Linked DNA regions of Drosophila melanogaster: regions 2, 3, 4 and 5 are each linked to region 1. The links are chromatin contacts, called in public Hi-C and targeted proximity ligation maps. All regions are on one chromosome and are shown on one strand. The core of a region is the stretch at or near the end of the contact, and the rest is flanking DNA. Distances in the headings are between cores, read along the strand shown.

Region 1 (2,896 bases), core at 233-2,732:
AATGGAATTACGGCATTCCGGTCTGTTTATTTTGTTAATGTGGGTTATGTTTGGGTATTTTGAAATTTGTTTTAAATTTGAATGTTTAAAATTATTGTTTAAATATTCGCCAGAGAGAACGCCTAATGCAAAAGGGTATTAATCATTTTTATCTGTTATGTATTTTTTATCTCTCAGTTTAATTCATTTACTATCACATGGTTTTTCAGGTTATCAGACATTTATATCGTTTCTCTTATTAACACGTACACCACTTGTTAAATTCATAAAAGATGATGCATCAGAAAATGCTTCTAGTTCCTTATCAATCGATAAGAAAGTTAAAAAAATATTTTCTTTCGACATGAAAAAACCTGAGAATTGGTACTCTTTCAATGATGTTTGGCTATTTAATTTGTTTTGATTGGCTGCCGAAACTCGTGGATTCACTTAGAGCAATTCTGTGTTAAATTAGTCCAATTGCTGGCTATATTTATTTATGAGTTATATACTTTTGTAAACTTACTTCAACGATTGACGGGGATGTCCGCTCATGAAGTCCGCCAGAAAACTAACGGGTGGACTGTGACTGAATATGGGCGGACTGTGCGAAATCATTTTATATATGGCTTCGATCTGCGCTGATTACAATGATCTCTACAAACAAGGAACTTTGGTATGGAAGCCCCTGTGGAAAAATATAGAAAATTAACGATTTGTTTTTGTTGCTAATCGAAGCGCGGCAATAAATGAACGTTTAATTGGAAAGTAATGTGTAAATAGAATGCATGATCCGAATATATAATATATGTTTATGAAATTTCATATTAATTGCTAATCTCAGGTGGAATCGGAATTAATGATGGTATAATATAGCAATACCATTTCCATAAGAGATAACATTCGAAACGTTGTTAGTTTGGTCCAAATGCATGTTAAAATCAGTTTGATTCGAAACAAGGTGATGTAAATGCTGATACCCAAAATAATAAAATGCCCCCCTTCTTATGTTTTATAAAGTTTTTCATGATATGTTTATTGTGTAGTTTTAGCTTTACAACTAACCGTTAATTGTTATCTCCACTCTGTTTTCCGCTTCACTTTTGACTTCTGGCTAGGAGGTAAGGAACTTTTCTTTTTCTTGTGCAGTCAATCCACTTTAAATTTTACTGTGATCTTTCTTTCTTTGATCTTATTTAAATTTTTACTTTTTCATTTGTACATCACGCGTGAGCGTCAGACAATGAAAAACGATCGTTGGGACGGAACCTTAATTGAATTTATTAAAATCCTCCGATCGGGGCACTTTTTTCGTGGTCACACACACAAAACGACGAACGATTTTTAATAGATTTTTCGCGGACTTTGCTTAAGTGTAGCTAAATTTTCTTGTGTCAATTATTTAACACGGACAAAAAAACAGCAACTAGTTTCCGTCGCGTTCCCCGCTTCGTTCCGTTCCTCCTATGAACCGTACGCTTCGACGATGCGAAAACGAATGAAAATGTTTGTTGCTGCAACTTGCCGTTAAGACTTGATCGGGGCGACAGAAAAAGAGAGAGAGAGAAAAAGAAAAAGAGAGAGATTGGTTGTTTGAATTCCCTTCCAAGACATATAGACATGTTAGTGGAGCGTTTGTAATGTTATCAGAATGTTATATATTCAAGAGGCCAGTATATAAAAACAGAAAACAGAAATAACAGTAAAGCAGAATAAAATAAAATCATCCCATTTTTACTACTAATGAACGACCACATAAAACAGTTAAGTTTTCTGCTCTGTTAGTACTTTAAAGGGTATACATAATTCAGCGTTCTGAACTCGCGTTAGGTTTCTAGAATAGCCCCGGTCTCTCTCTCACTCTCTCTCTCTCTCCTGATCGACGTGGCTTGCATATTTTGATTGCATTTTGGTATTCCGCAGTGATTGTAGTTGTGGTTTCGATTTAGCGTCGGTCCTAGTTGCTTTGATTAGTTTTGGCGCCACTGGCGGTGACAAAAGTCAAAACGGGTGTCAGCCCCTCGAGACATGATCACATGCACGGGAAGCATCCCATCTCCCAAAATCAAATTTCCCACTGAGCCTCGTGGCGCTCAAGTGAATTTCAAGGAGTTTGGCAAACACTTTTTCCGTCTCAGCTTTTTAAATATTTATCTTATCGAAGTCGATAGGTTATAGCCTCTGGTCTGTTCAGTTCAATATTTATAGCCTTACGAACTAGAATTGGTATTATTAGTTAAATTGTTTTTTATTATAAAAGATATTTCACACACAGATTTATAAGGGCCTCTTCCGCACTCAATTGAATATGGGACATTATTCACCACTCGACTCATTTGTGAGTGGGTTTTGGTTTTATGTGTCTGCCCACGCATTTCTTTTATGTGAGGGTGCTCCCCTGACATATGTAAATCAATTAGGCCTTCCATTAGGGTCTCGTGAATGAGACACTTTTAGTCTATTTTCATTGCTGAACTTATAAAAAGCTCTTCGAATTTAATCGATTTTGGTAATAAAAAAGGAAAATATGCAACTATATTAATTGAAATTTTTTATAAATAATAAATACTATAAAACCTAAGTCTATGTCTCAAAAAGTACTTTATCTGCTTTGATAAGTTATCAGCTGATTATAAATGCATTCGTATTAAAAATAGTCCAAGTCATTAGTGATTATAGCTTAAAATTCCTCATCAATCCCATAAAACTCGCGCGTAAGGCCATTATTAAAATAGAAATCAACACCTAAACCTGCGTAAGAGGCTCAAAATTTCAAATACTCAACTAATGAAGCATTGAAATTGATTTTCCTCGTCGCTTTTTCTTTTCCAATCTATGCATGTAGAGTTCAGGCCAGTTTCGACCCACATGATATCTGTCGTACCCACATCAAAACTGTCCCAGACAAGCGGAAACC
Region 2 (2,896 bases), core at 106-2,605, 500 kb before region 1:
CGCTAACGGTGAGGACTTTGCCGCCGTGCAAAACGAAGTGATGAAGCTGATACATGGCCGCATTCTGGTGGGACACGGCCTGCGCAACGATCTTGCCGTACTGGGCATCCGCCATCCGTTCCATGACATTCGTGATACGTCGCATTATAAGCCGCTGTGCAAACTCATCTCTAATACCCACACGCCCAGCTTAAAACGCCTGACAAAGGCCGTTCTGGGTCAGGAGATCCAAACGGGCGAGCATAATTCCGTGGAGGATGCACGTGCCGCCATGGGTATCTACAATCGCGTTGCCGTCGACTGGGAGAAGTATCTGGAGAAGAAGCGGCATCAACAGCAGCACTATTAGCAGCTCACTCGGGGAGCCCCATTGCACTGAGGGGTGTTCCATTACGGTAGTCTTAAATTTTTAAGTATACACACGGGTTTCATTCACGTGAAACTGTTGCTTAAATGTATAAAATGTTACAACCTTAGCCATAGTTCTTTCTTGAAGGCATCGGAGCGGTTTTCAGCACGTAATGTGCCACTCAAAAGCAGGCTCGGATCTCATGATGAAACCATTTTTATGTTTACACATTCTTTTGTTTAATATCGGAAAGCTAAAATTAAAATTCTTTCTTTGCTTTGGGGAAATTATCCTACAGGGCTTAACTAGCTCTTAGTGTTGTATTCTACATTTTAGGAAGCCGCCACCTCTTTCGGTGAAGTTCGGCTAGTACTGGGTCCGTGGATGGCCTCGTGCCGTTCCATTAGCTCCCGCCAAGGATCCTCCAGCATGGAGGGATGAAAGTACTGGCCGAAGGAGCTGCCGCTCTGGTTTTGTTCCCTGTTCTGGTGGCTCCTCGGATGATCCCAGTTCTGTTGGTTCCTGCGATTGAAGCTGCCGCCGCGTCCGAAATTCCTGCCCTGACCGTAGGGCCGATGGCGCTGCGGCTCCTGTGGGGATTTGTTCTGGTAGAAATGAGGAACATTTTGCTGGCCCTGTTTGTCCTCGTAGAAGCCAACGTTTGGATTTTGTGGCTTCTGCTGGCCACCGAATTGCTGCGCTCTGTAATCCGCGGACTGCGATGGGTACTGGCCGCCTTGTGGGCAGTAGGGCGGCAGGTTGTTATAGTTCTTGCGAGGGGTGCTCATGATTGCAGTCGTTAAAGCTTATTTAAGCCAATAATGGCTTATTTCCTTGGATCCGAAATGTAAAACAAATGTTTTTTTATTTTAAGTGCGACCGTTGGCAATTACCACAAAAATGCATATTAATTAAATCAACTGGCTTAAAACTTTGCTAAGCGCAGTTTTCGGCACATTTAGGGTGTTTTCCCGCCAGTCTTTGGTTTCCGTGCGCAGACCCAGTTCGGTCACACTGTCCCGAATATTCGTGTAGCGCGGTTGTCGTGCGGTCGGTCGGCAAAATAAAGTGCATTTAACTGCAGTTGCTCTCGGTTCCCACACTTATCGCCCACAGACCGAGTCTAATGCGGTGTGTAAGGCAAATTGCAAGCAATTCGCACGTCCCTCGCTCGGAAAAACCTGCAAACAAAGCACAAGAGGCGTCGCCTGCCGCAGGAGCCTTTCATCGAAATCTGGTCCTTTGTCTGTGTTTGTGTGCCTGCATCCGTGTCTTGCTGTAGGTGTGTGTGTGTGTGAGTGCTAGTGGCTGTGTGCCTGTGTGAGTGCCGCCGTTGCACCACCAGCAACAACAACAGCAACAACAGTAGCAACAAATTGTGTTTTTGCTTACATTGTCAGAAAGAAGTAAATTAAATTATCAAAATTTTGGAACACAGCACTTTTTACACTTACTTTCAAAACAAAAAAAAAAAATAAATAAATTAAACAAAAAACAAAAAAGGCAACCAAAAATAAGAAAACACACGCCCGGAAAATAGTCACTTTCGATTGGCCAGTTGTTCTGAGCGTTCGATAGCAGAGAAACAGGCAGCAGCCGCTTTGGATATCTTCAACGGAATCAAAGAGCAACTTTCAAGTTGCCCGGAACGCACGCGTGCCCTTTGCCGGACTGTATGGGGTACCCTCTCGCTGTCCCTTAGCACTGCGCTCCAAGCGGCGACCATCGAGGACGCCATCGGCGGCGGAGGATCCGGATCCCGGGGATTACAGGATCCAGGGGGAGGAGGCGGCGGAGGAGGAGGAGGAGGCGGCTCCGTCTCCGGCTCGGTTTCGGGCTCTGGTCGCTTTGCCACCATAATGGGCGCCGTCAAATCGCGAACCATCACCAGCGCTGATGTGGACGCCGATGAGCAGCTGCAGCATCCCCATTCGCATGCGCACCATCACTCGATGCGCAATGGCCACCAGCACAACGGTTCCATCTCTAGCGGCACGCTGCAGAAACAGGATCTGCGCTACGACATCGGCTGCAGTTCCCAGTACCAACATGTCAGGCAGCCGAGCCTGCGGAGCCGGAGCCAGCAACCCATGCCCACCACAGATGAGCTGGACCGACGATTCGCCAAAGTGCTGGTAAGTTAATCCGAATACCATGACAAAAAAAAAACTTAGGTATTAAAATATGGCTTAAAGAACAATTTTATACTTTCATTAAATTCATTATAATTTGCTAAATTTTAGATATACAAATTTATTTATTTATTTTTACCTATTTTACGCTCCATGTACCATTCAAATCCTAAATGACAGGAAAGTCTCAAAGAAATATATTTCAAATATACATTTATACTTCAAAGATTTAAAAAATATAATTCCTTTCTGCCAAGTTTAAAAATAACGCCTTGTAGAATTAATTAACTAGCAATCCCTTTCCAAAAAGCATTGCATAGTTTTTGGCAAATAAAATTCCTTTCATTTATTAGCTTACAATATGTTTCATACATATATTTTGTATAACATACGATTTTAATATACATTTCTGTTT
Region 3 (2,896 bases), core at 160-2,659, 360 kb before region 1:
TTTATAATTTCTAAACGCTTTTAAACCGCGACATTGCTGGAGGAACTGTCTGCTCTTGGAATTTTCTATTTGTTATGGCGAGGTCCTTGTCCATTGGTGGCTATTGATAAAACATTTCCGTGCACGTCCGTTGCCAATGCAACAGCTGAACTTGAGCTCCTTTGCTTTGTTTACGCTGTGTTGCTACGACATCGTACCTGTTGCACCTGTTCAACAAGTCTCATTGGCCTCTTCTATGGGTTTGGTTTGCTTATCATGAATCTATCAACGAAATGTAGGTGAGTCGTGTATTACTTGTTATCTTGTTTTTTTACATGTATAATTTAATTTTACATTTTTATGTCAGGTAAACATTTAAAAAAATTAATAGTGTTACATATTTATAAAATACTTTAAAAAAATGTATAAAGTCCACTATGAAGCCTAGCTTTAAAAATGTATTTTTTCATTATTTAAGTTTGGGGAACAATGATTTATAAATAAATAAACGGTTTATTACTTTTAAAAATGAATTTTGAATTCGAAAATTATTGACTTAAACAGTGTGGTTCATGTCCTCGCTGTCAGGGCTTAGCCGTGTCAATATTTTCTACATTTTTAACTACACGAGTATTCTACAAGATTTGTTACACAGCGTTCACACCAGACAATACTCAAAATTTCACTTTCAATTATAAGCAATTTAAATCATTTATTGAAATTTATGTTTTCATTAAGGTCACTTTATTCTACAGTCCAGAACTGACAGTTAACAGATAACCTAGCAGAAAAAAGTGTCAATGACTTCGTAGCGATGACGTGGAAAAATTTTATGCGGAACTAAAGTGGATTTCAACTTATGATTTGCTAGAGTGAGCCCGCTTGCCATAAGGACATAAAATATTATAGCTTTGATATCTCCCAAAATATTTCAGCTAATTAATTGGGACAACAACCCAAATGAAGCTATCGAATAATAATCGATTAAGCAAAAAAGGCGGCTAAAGTATATGTTTATTAAAGTCGCTTAGTAGTTCGATAGGTCTTAGCGAGGACTAGGTCCGATAACAACTTTGGTATGTGTCTACGATAGTCCAATCAGACAGTTGAAATAAAACTCTAATGTATTTCCTAAGGTAAATACTTTACAAGAAAGCTATATAAATAAAGTTCTATAACACCTATGAAAATTATATATGTGCAAAATAAAAAAATTAGATAGAGCACAAAAGCATTTGTGTTTCAGAAACCTGCTACTCTGTTAAGTAGTTCAAAATATCAGAGAGTTAACATAGCTAGCGAAAAGAAGAGTGACCGTGTTTGTGGCAGCGAAATATACTGCATGTAAGCAATCCTAAGAAATCAAGGATATTGTGGATCTACGAGACTGGCCACACTTTGCCATATATAAGCCAATGCAAACCGGAAACAACGCGATTTCGGTCGTCGAATTTAGTTTGAAGCGGACGCATCGTCGGGCTGGCATATATCGAAACTGCAATTGCATTTTTTTAATATTTTTACTCGTAATCAAGCGTTAGTTGTTGCTGCGCGCGTGAAGTCGAATTGTATAGAAGTATCGGAAAACGACATTATTTAAAACCATTAGGAATATACAATTGGACTTTGGCGTTTTATTACTTTTACATATTTTCGATAGCGCGCGCGGTGATATTTCCCACGTAAAACCACCAAATCACAACACAGCTCAAAAAATAAGTTAAAGACGTTGCCAACGTTACGCACGCGTACAAATACAATTTACCAATAAAAAATGCAGCTATAAGTGCTTTGATATGCGAAGAATGCTGAATTAAGTGAAAGTGTAAGAAAATCGAATAAAACACAATAAACAAAGCCGATTTTAGGCAATATTCGGCTCAACTACCTGTTCTGCAACAAATACATAAACAGAAACAACAACAACACCGAGATCCAACTGTTGCGCTTCGCCGGCTATCTTCGTCTCCCTCTCTCCTTAGACTGCGCGCGTGTGTGTGTGTGTTCCTGTATTTTCACCATTCAGTTGTTGTTGTGGCTTTTCGCCAAGTGCAAATAATTCGTTTTTTTTTGTTTTTAACCAAATTCATGTTCAGCTAACGGTTAAAGCCACTCGTCTGCTCCAATTGGATACGCAAATATATTTCAACAGGTGCGTTGCCCGAACTAACTGTGTGCAAAACGGTTCCCAATTAGCAAATGTTTAAACTGTACTGTTATACTGTTTCTTTAAAAGAAGAAGAGGGAAAAACGAGATAACTGAATAGATAAGGAGATCTAATTGGGCAATAATAACTACTTTTGGGTGCAAAATATTAAGTTCTATAGTACAAATCTCGAAAGTTAAACCTCCTACAGAATCTGACTGTAGGAAAGATAATATACCCCAAATGATCTCATCTCATCTAATCTGATCTTTAGTTTATACTAAGCTTATACTAAGACAGAGTTATAAATATTTCGAGATAAATAGTTTCTTTACAGCTAAGCTGTGAAACTATTTAAAAAAAAGTAGCTTGTCATATTAAGTATTCAACTTATCCTAATAGTTTACTATGTAAATTAGGTTAGGAAAACATAAAATGATATTATAGGCATGATATCATTTAAACATATTATTGTTAGAGAAAGTAATGTTTGTTATTTAACACATTTATATTAACTGCGTGACTAGTGTGCCTGTCAGATGACGCACTTAATTGCTTCCCATCCTTTATTATTAATTTCTTTTTGTGTAATCACACATTCTCAATAATATTGATTCTCAAATACGCAGTCATTTGAAACAGCTTAGAAAAAGACACTTTGGTATCGTCATTCTGTTGTTTTGGGCCATTAAGTAAGCGACTTTTACTCATTTATTTATTTGGAAAGTTTGCTTGTGGTGGGACAGTTGTAACATTTCCACGAATGCGAA
Region 4 (2,896 bases), core at 109-2,608, 330 kb before region 1:
AAACTACCTCGAGCACTCTTATCTTACCAATTCCACTTGGTAAGTGCTAAAACGAACCCACAAAAGTGTTTCTTGTCTACCTTTTATCTAAGCTGAAAAATCGCCCGAAGAATTGGCCATAATGTGAATTTATGTTCCCACACACACTCATACACTCGCAAGTCCATAAAAGAGGCGCCTATTTCTGGGGGCGTGGCAGTGGGAGCAGTTGGCAAGTAGAAATCCTACGCTTTCCATTACGTCATGTTGGCTTTCCGTATATTACTTTTTGCACAAGGTTGTCCAAGGCGAACGGGGCGTTACATTAATGGGTAACTAGTCAAAACGAATCGAATCGGTTTCGAGTTCGAGTTCAGTTGGGGCTACACTTGTCTTGGCCAACTATGGATTGTATCTTTCTTGTCTTCGCTATTCGGTCGCACTACAATTTATTATAAGTAATGAGACAGTGGAGAGTCGAGTTAACAATTACGACCTACGTGCGAATAACCTTCTTTCGTTAAATCATCTTGAACTTTTGGCATTTTGAGGGGAGATTATCTAAGGGTCTTGAAGTAGCTTGTTTTTAATTTTTATTTTTATTTATGAGCGAAAAATACATAAAAAATGATTATAAAGCTTATAAAGGGAAAGTCCGTGCAACTTATTAAATATGCCAAACCTACTTTATCGAACATTGTGTTTACAACGTTCTCGGTTACTAGCCAATCTTATCGTACTTCAACCTTCCTTTATTTTCCCCTTATAACAATTCTTATGTATATGTATACCCAAATAGCAATTGTTGTCTTGGAAACTCACTAGGCCCTGGACTTTAATATATACACAAAATGTGCTAAACCCAAAGAAGTCGGGGATAGAAGAGTTTTAAAGGAGTGCTATGCGTTCATATAGACAACAAACAAATGAATAAATATAAATGCAATAGCAGCTTCTTTAAAACGTGGATAATTCTCACAGTTTGTATTTGCTTTGGCAAATAAATATTGACTATTTTTTTTGCCTAATTATACAAACATACACTCATCGCGTGGATGGATATATAAAGTTTGTACACAACTGCAAATGAAAGGTAAATATAGCCGGCTTTAAAAGTATCTGTGAGTTTTGCGTTGATTAAGGCGGCGGTTAAACAAATTAGAAGAGTAAATAAGGTCTGTAAGATTAGACACGGATAAAGGTATTTTAAGGACAATATTACCTTAAAATATCCAAATATACCGATCATTTGCAATGTATTAAAAATTGTGGAAGCCAAAGCAGGCATTTTTTTTTGCTACTGGATTTTATAAAGAAGGCTGTGAAATGAATTTCAACGAGCCCTTACTTCAGATCCCTGACTAGCCCAGAATATTCGTCAGTTCAGTTCCAGCTGTTCTACTGTACGGTTCTCTTGAAAGTCGTTACTTTTTTTTATCATAAAGCTGACACCACCAAGTTATCCGGTAAATATATTTCTTGTTTTTGAACAAGGCATCGTTCGATTTTAAACCTAATAGATCTGGCTTTTCTCCGAAAATTTTCGGCATCTGCGAAGATGTCGTTGCCACGCGTTTACTTCGATATAGCCGCAGGAGGTGAGAAGTTAGGTAGAATTGTGATGGAACTACGTTCGGATGTGGTGCCCAAGACGGCGGAGAATTTCCGGGCCCTCTGCACCGGAGAGAAGGGGTACGGCTACAAGGGATCACCATTCCACCGCGTCATCCCGAATTTCATGTGTCAGGGCGGTGATTTCACTAATCAAAACGGAACTGGAGGACGCTCCATTTATGGAAACAAGTTTCCCGATGAGAATTTCGAGCTAAAGCATACCGGAGCTGGTGTACTTTCGATGGCCAATGCTGGGGCCAATACCAATGGATCTCAGTTTTTCATTTGCACCGGGAAAACCACATGGCTGGATAATAAGCATGTCGTGTTCGGCAAGGTCGTTGAGGGAATGGATATCGTCCAGAAGGTAGAATCTTACGGTTCACAAGATGGGAAGACCAGCAAGAAAGTAATTATCGAAGACTGCGGAGCCCTCTGAAGGGTGTCAATACATAATAGTGCTGTCAATCACACATTTACACTATTACACTGAAATTATACTTTTCAAGAAAACTTTGCAAAATAAAAGGGGGTGCAAAAAAATGTATTTTGTCGGTTCAACTATTTACATCGCTCTCATATGTTACGCATTTCAGACCAATTCGTTGAATAATCCGGTGCACCCTGAACAGCCCAGTTCCCTGACTCATTTTCCTTTGATTTTTCTTTCCATTACTTTTAATTGACTCAATTTAGTTCAAGAGTTGCTCACATATGTCGCTTTTGATTCTTTCCACTCGATTCTCATTCTGTCTCCCATCACCTTTCCCTCAAGCCATTCTATCCACTTTACCCGAATGCACTTTGCAAATGTCTATTAAGTCACATACACTGATGAAAAAAAAGAATTAACCACCAGTAATACATATGTATATGTTTGGTAAAGTGCACTTTACTAAATACATTCAAAAACTCAAATTGAATCCATTATTTTTTAAATATATTCTGCAATATAAGTTTTGTTTAAACAAATATTATATTTGGAAGTTAGTATTTCTTTTCAAACCTAAAAACACCTGGCTAACTATGTTATACAATGTGTATATGTGTATGTGCATATAAGCCACTCAGCAAACAAAATTTTCTTTTCTCAAGTGCATGTAATACGAATTTCCAACACTGCTAAGTCACATTAGTGGAATTTTTCTATTGCGTTCGTTTTGCTTTGGGGCTCTGTTTTTTTGTATTTCTTTTCGTTATTTTTTCGGGCACCCAAAACAAGTCGCGGCTTCTGCCGACGTCGACCGAGGCAGCGGCAGAGGAGGGGCCGCGACTTGGCGCTGGCTTTTCAGCGCTTTCCTCT
Region 5 (2,896 bases), core at 285-2,784, 280 kb before region 1:
CAACTTTGGCGCTTTTTATTAAACAAGCCGACGAAGTGTAGAAGCGAAGAATAGGATGAGGAGGTGGCGGTGGGGGAGAACTGGGGTTGATGGAGCCAAGAAGAGAGCGGATAAAAAGAGCAAAGCATAAAATGAACTTTGCCGGCTAAACCGGTAACACTTGTTTAACGCAAAAGAGAGTGCGGGAGAGCCAGTTATGTGCTGAAAGAGATATGTTAAGTAGAGAGCGACAGAGACAGAGAAAGCCTGATCGGAGAAAAGGGTTCTACAGGTGACAAAGACAAAAGACTGCCAAGACTCCTTTAATGTCATCATTATTGTCAATATAACAAGTTTATTGACTGGCAGCAGATGCCTAACCCCCCACACCTCCCTTGGCGATCCACCACGGGGTCATTAGACAAATTCCCGCGATAAGTTCTCTTCACTCATGCTAAAGCTCAGATTAAACGCAAGTTAATGACTTAATTAACTGCCGGAAAAAAGCGAGCAAGTAAACAAACAACAGCAAAAACTAAAGATAAAGATAAATGGTAAATGCAAGTGCGCAGAGAAATGGTCGACGATAAAAATTGTCGCAGAAATCAAGGAAATTAACGCGTGCAAATATGTATTTCTATAGAGGAAGAAAGCTGGAGAAAAGCAATTATTATAGGTATATTCCAGTAGAGGGCAAATGTCTTCTAACGGCACTTGCAACAGCTGAAGATTACCAAAGAACAGTGGGAAGTGTAACGGGCATCGATGGATTGATATAAAAAGATAAGAAGGTGCGGTGACCTAAGCAATATGACATTTTAGAAACTGAAAAATATTTAGCTGACATGCACTGTAACTTTTTGACATTCGGACATAAATGTTGTATACTCATTTCGTTTTCGGATATGTATCCCATTTCAGCAAGGATTTTTTGCTGGCAAAATGATTCTAGTCTTTTTATATTGGAGCCATTTTAAATGCAGCACTTATTTCTTTTATTCATTTTATAAGCATAAGATTGGTTATAATTTATTATATCGAAAAAATGGTTAATTAATTAATATTTAAATTGGAATCTATAAATATTTAAGTATTTACAAAGTGAATATCGATGTTCAAATTTCCATTGAGCGGGCCCAACACCTAGATTTGGGCACAGCTTCCGCCCCTAATTTCCTATTAGCCCTGTCGATTGCATAATCATCTTGAATTCTAATTAATTAAATGGTCTCTTATTTAGTTGTTTGTTGATGCTTTCTTTTTCCTGTCTGCTAATCAACAGGAGGCCAAGAAGTTGAGAGGAGACAGAGTGCGAGCGAGACAGCATCCAAACAAAAGGCATAACAGCCCTGTCTTTCACTTCGCTCTCTTTGGCTCTCTGGCTCTCCCGCCGAGAGTGTCAAATTCAAGGTCGCCCCCAGTGCTATACTACAAAGCGTATAGCTGAATAAAACCTCCTCTCACACCATTCGAGCGAAAGAGCGCATATTCAGCGTGTGAGCAGGAGAACGATACGGTGAGAGAGCGGCTTGGAAAGAGCCCCATGTTTTCAGTTCCTCAGTTTGTCAGCGTATGCCCTACCATGCGGATGTGCTCGCGGATTGATTTCGACTCGAACTCCGGCTCCGTTTTCGTCTTTTAACGTAAGTCCCGTGCGAAAAAGTTGAATTCGACTCCGTGTTTGTTCAGTTATTTTTTTGCGCGGTTTTCGAAAAAGTGAAAGAAATAAGGAAATTCAAAAAGCGGGGGAGGCATAAATGATATACAGCTAACGGTACTTATGTATGTGCATACAGCAAGATAAAAATGTGGCTGCTAGAAAAGTAAAGCCCGGTACTGTGCCAGATAAAAGCCAACGCTACTAAGTCCTAAAGACCCCCAAAAATTAAATTTTGACACAATAATATTTTGCCAACAACAAATAGCAAAGTCGAATTCAAACGGTTAAACCAAATTGAAGTCGGAAAATAACAAAAAAAGTCTAAACAAAATAAAGAGCAAAAGCAAACGCAAATAAGAGAATAGAGAGAAATATTTATTATTTGCTTATAAGGCCAAACTAAATATTTGCCGCCGGCAAATATTTAAAAGGTGTTAAGTGTTTCGTGGGAGTGAAGTTTTTAAACAGGGAAAATAAATCAAATAAGTATTCAATGGTGTATAAGTGAGTGCAAGTAGATGAGCAACATGTGTGTGTTTTAAAGTGTTTAAAGAGATCGAGAAAAAGCCCCAAAAGTTATTTGACAGCGATATCGAAAAATTCCAAAATGTGGCGTCAAATCCTGTTTATTTTACCCACCCTGATACAGGGGGTCCAGCGCTACGATCAGAGCCCCCTCGATGCGAGTCCGTATTATCGCAGCGGCGGGGGATTAATGGCCAGTTCTGGGACCGAACTAGATGGACTGCCACATCACAATCGCTGTGAACCCATCACCATATCGATCTGCAAGAATATACCATATAACATGACCATTATGCCAAATCTTATTGGCCATACCAAGCAGGAGGAGGCGGGTCTGGAGGTCCATCAGTTTGCTCCGCTCGTGAAGATCGGCTGCAGTGATGACCTCCAGTTGTTCCTCTGTTCCCTGTACGTTCCGGTCTGCACAATTTTGGAGCGACCCATTCCGCCTTGTCGATCTCTGTGCGAATCGGCGCGGGTATGTGAAAAGTTAATGAAAACCTACAACTTTAACTGGCCGGAAAATCTGGAGTGCTCCAAATTTCCCGTCCATGGAGGCGAGGATTTGTGCGTGGCGGAGAATACCACATCATCGGCCTCCACGGCGGCCACGCCCACAAGGAGTGTGGCTAAGGTCACTACCCGTAAACACCAGACGGGCGTAGAAAGTCCGCACCGAAACATTGGATTCGTGTGCCCCGTGCAACTGAAAACGCCTCTGGGAATGGGCTA

The links. Hi-C and Micro-C count contacts between places; a contact is called where the count stands out from the background.
Region 2: a contact with region 1 is called in a Hi-C map of the Kc167 cell line, with 3 times the contacts expected there. A contact is called at or near these places in 5 of 107 Hi-C or Micro-C datasets (the Kc167 cell line, the ML-DmBG3-c2 cell line and the S2 cell line) and 1 of 7 datasets of targeted methods (the Kc167 cell line).
Region 3: a targeted proximity ligation map of the Kc167 cell line shows a contact between it and region 1, with 4 times the contacts expected there. A contact is called at or near these places in 4 of 107 Hi-C or Micro-C datasets (embryo and embryonic neurons) and 2 of 7 datasets of targeted methods (both in the Kc167 cell line).
Region 4: a contact with region 1 is called in a targeted proximity ligation map of the Kc167 cell line, with 5 times the contacts expected there. A contact is called at or near these places in 2 of 7 datasets of targeted methods (both in the Kc167 cell line).
Region 5: a contact with region 1 is called in a targeted proximity ligation map of the Kc167 cell line, with 6 times the contacts expected there. A contact is called at or near these places in 1 of 107 Hi-C or Micro-C datasets (wing imaginal disc) and 2 of 7 datasets of targeted methods (both in the Kc167 cell line).

The regions. Positions count from the first base shown.
Region 1 is chr3L:14,549,493-14,552,388 of dm6, forward strand. It overlaps Gbs-70E (Glycogen binding subunit 70E), which reads right to left and starts at 1,483. Exons shown (of 6, transcript NM_001274913.1): 1 at 1,045-1,483; 2 at 506-667. The coding sequence starts at 597.
Region 2 is chr3L:14,051,860-14,054,755 of dm6, forward strand. It overlaps Frl (Formin-like), which reads left to right and starts at 1,356. Exons shown (of 9, transcript NM_001144476.3): 1 at 1,356-2,484. The coding sequence starts at 2,209. CG6833 reads left to right here. Exons shown (of 1, transcript NM_140432.5): 1 at 1-610. The coding sequence ends at 349. It overlaps CG13484, which reads right to left and starts at 1,220. Exons shown (of 1, transcript NM_140433.2): 1 at 569-1,220. The coding sequence starts at 1,137. The coding sequence ends at 682. It also overlaps asRNA:CR46067.
Region 3 is chr3L:14,189,461-14,192,356 of dm6, forward strand. It overlaps nuf (nuclear fallout), which reads left to right and starts at 1,410. Exons shown (of 12, transcript NM_001259821.2): 1 at 1,410-2,131. It overlaps nan (nanchung), which reads right to left and starts at 188. Exons shown (of 9, transcript NM_140439.3): 1 at 1-188.
Region 4 is chr3L:14,216,846-14,219,741 of dm6, forward strand. CG7768 reads left to right here and starts at 1,359. Exons shown (of 2, transcript NM_168584.4): 1 at 1,359-1,445; 2 at 1,500-2,129. The coding sequence starts at 1,538. The coding sequence ends at 2,032. The region is part of intron 7 of nuf (nuclear fallout); the gene reads left to right.
Region 5 is chr3L:14,272,809-14,275,704 of dm6, forward strand. fz (frizzled) reads left to right here and starts at 1,535. Exons shown (of 5, transcript NM_080073.3): 1 at 1,535-2,896. The coding sequence starts at 2,247.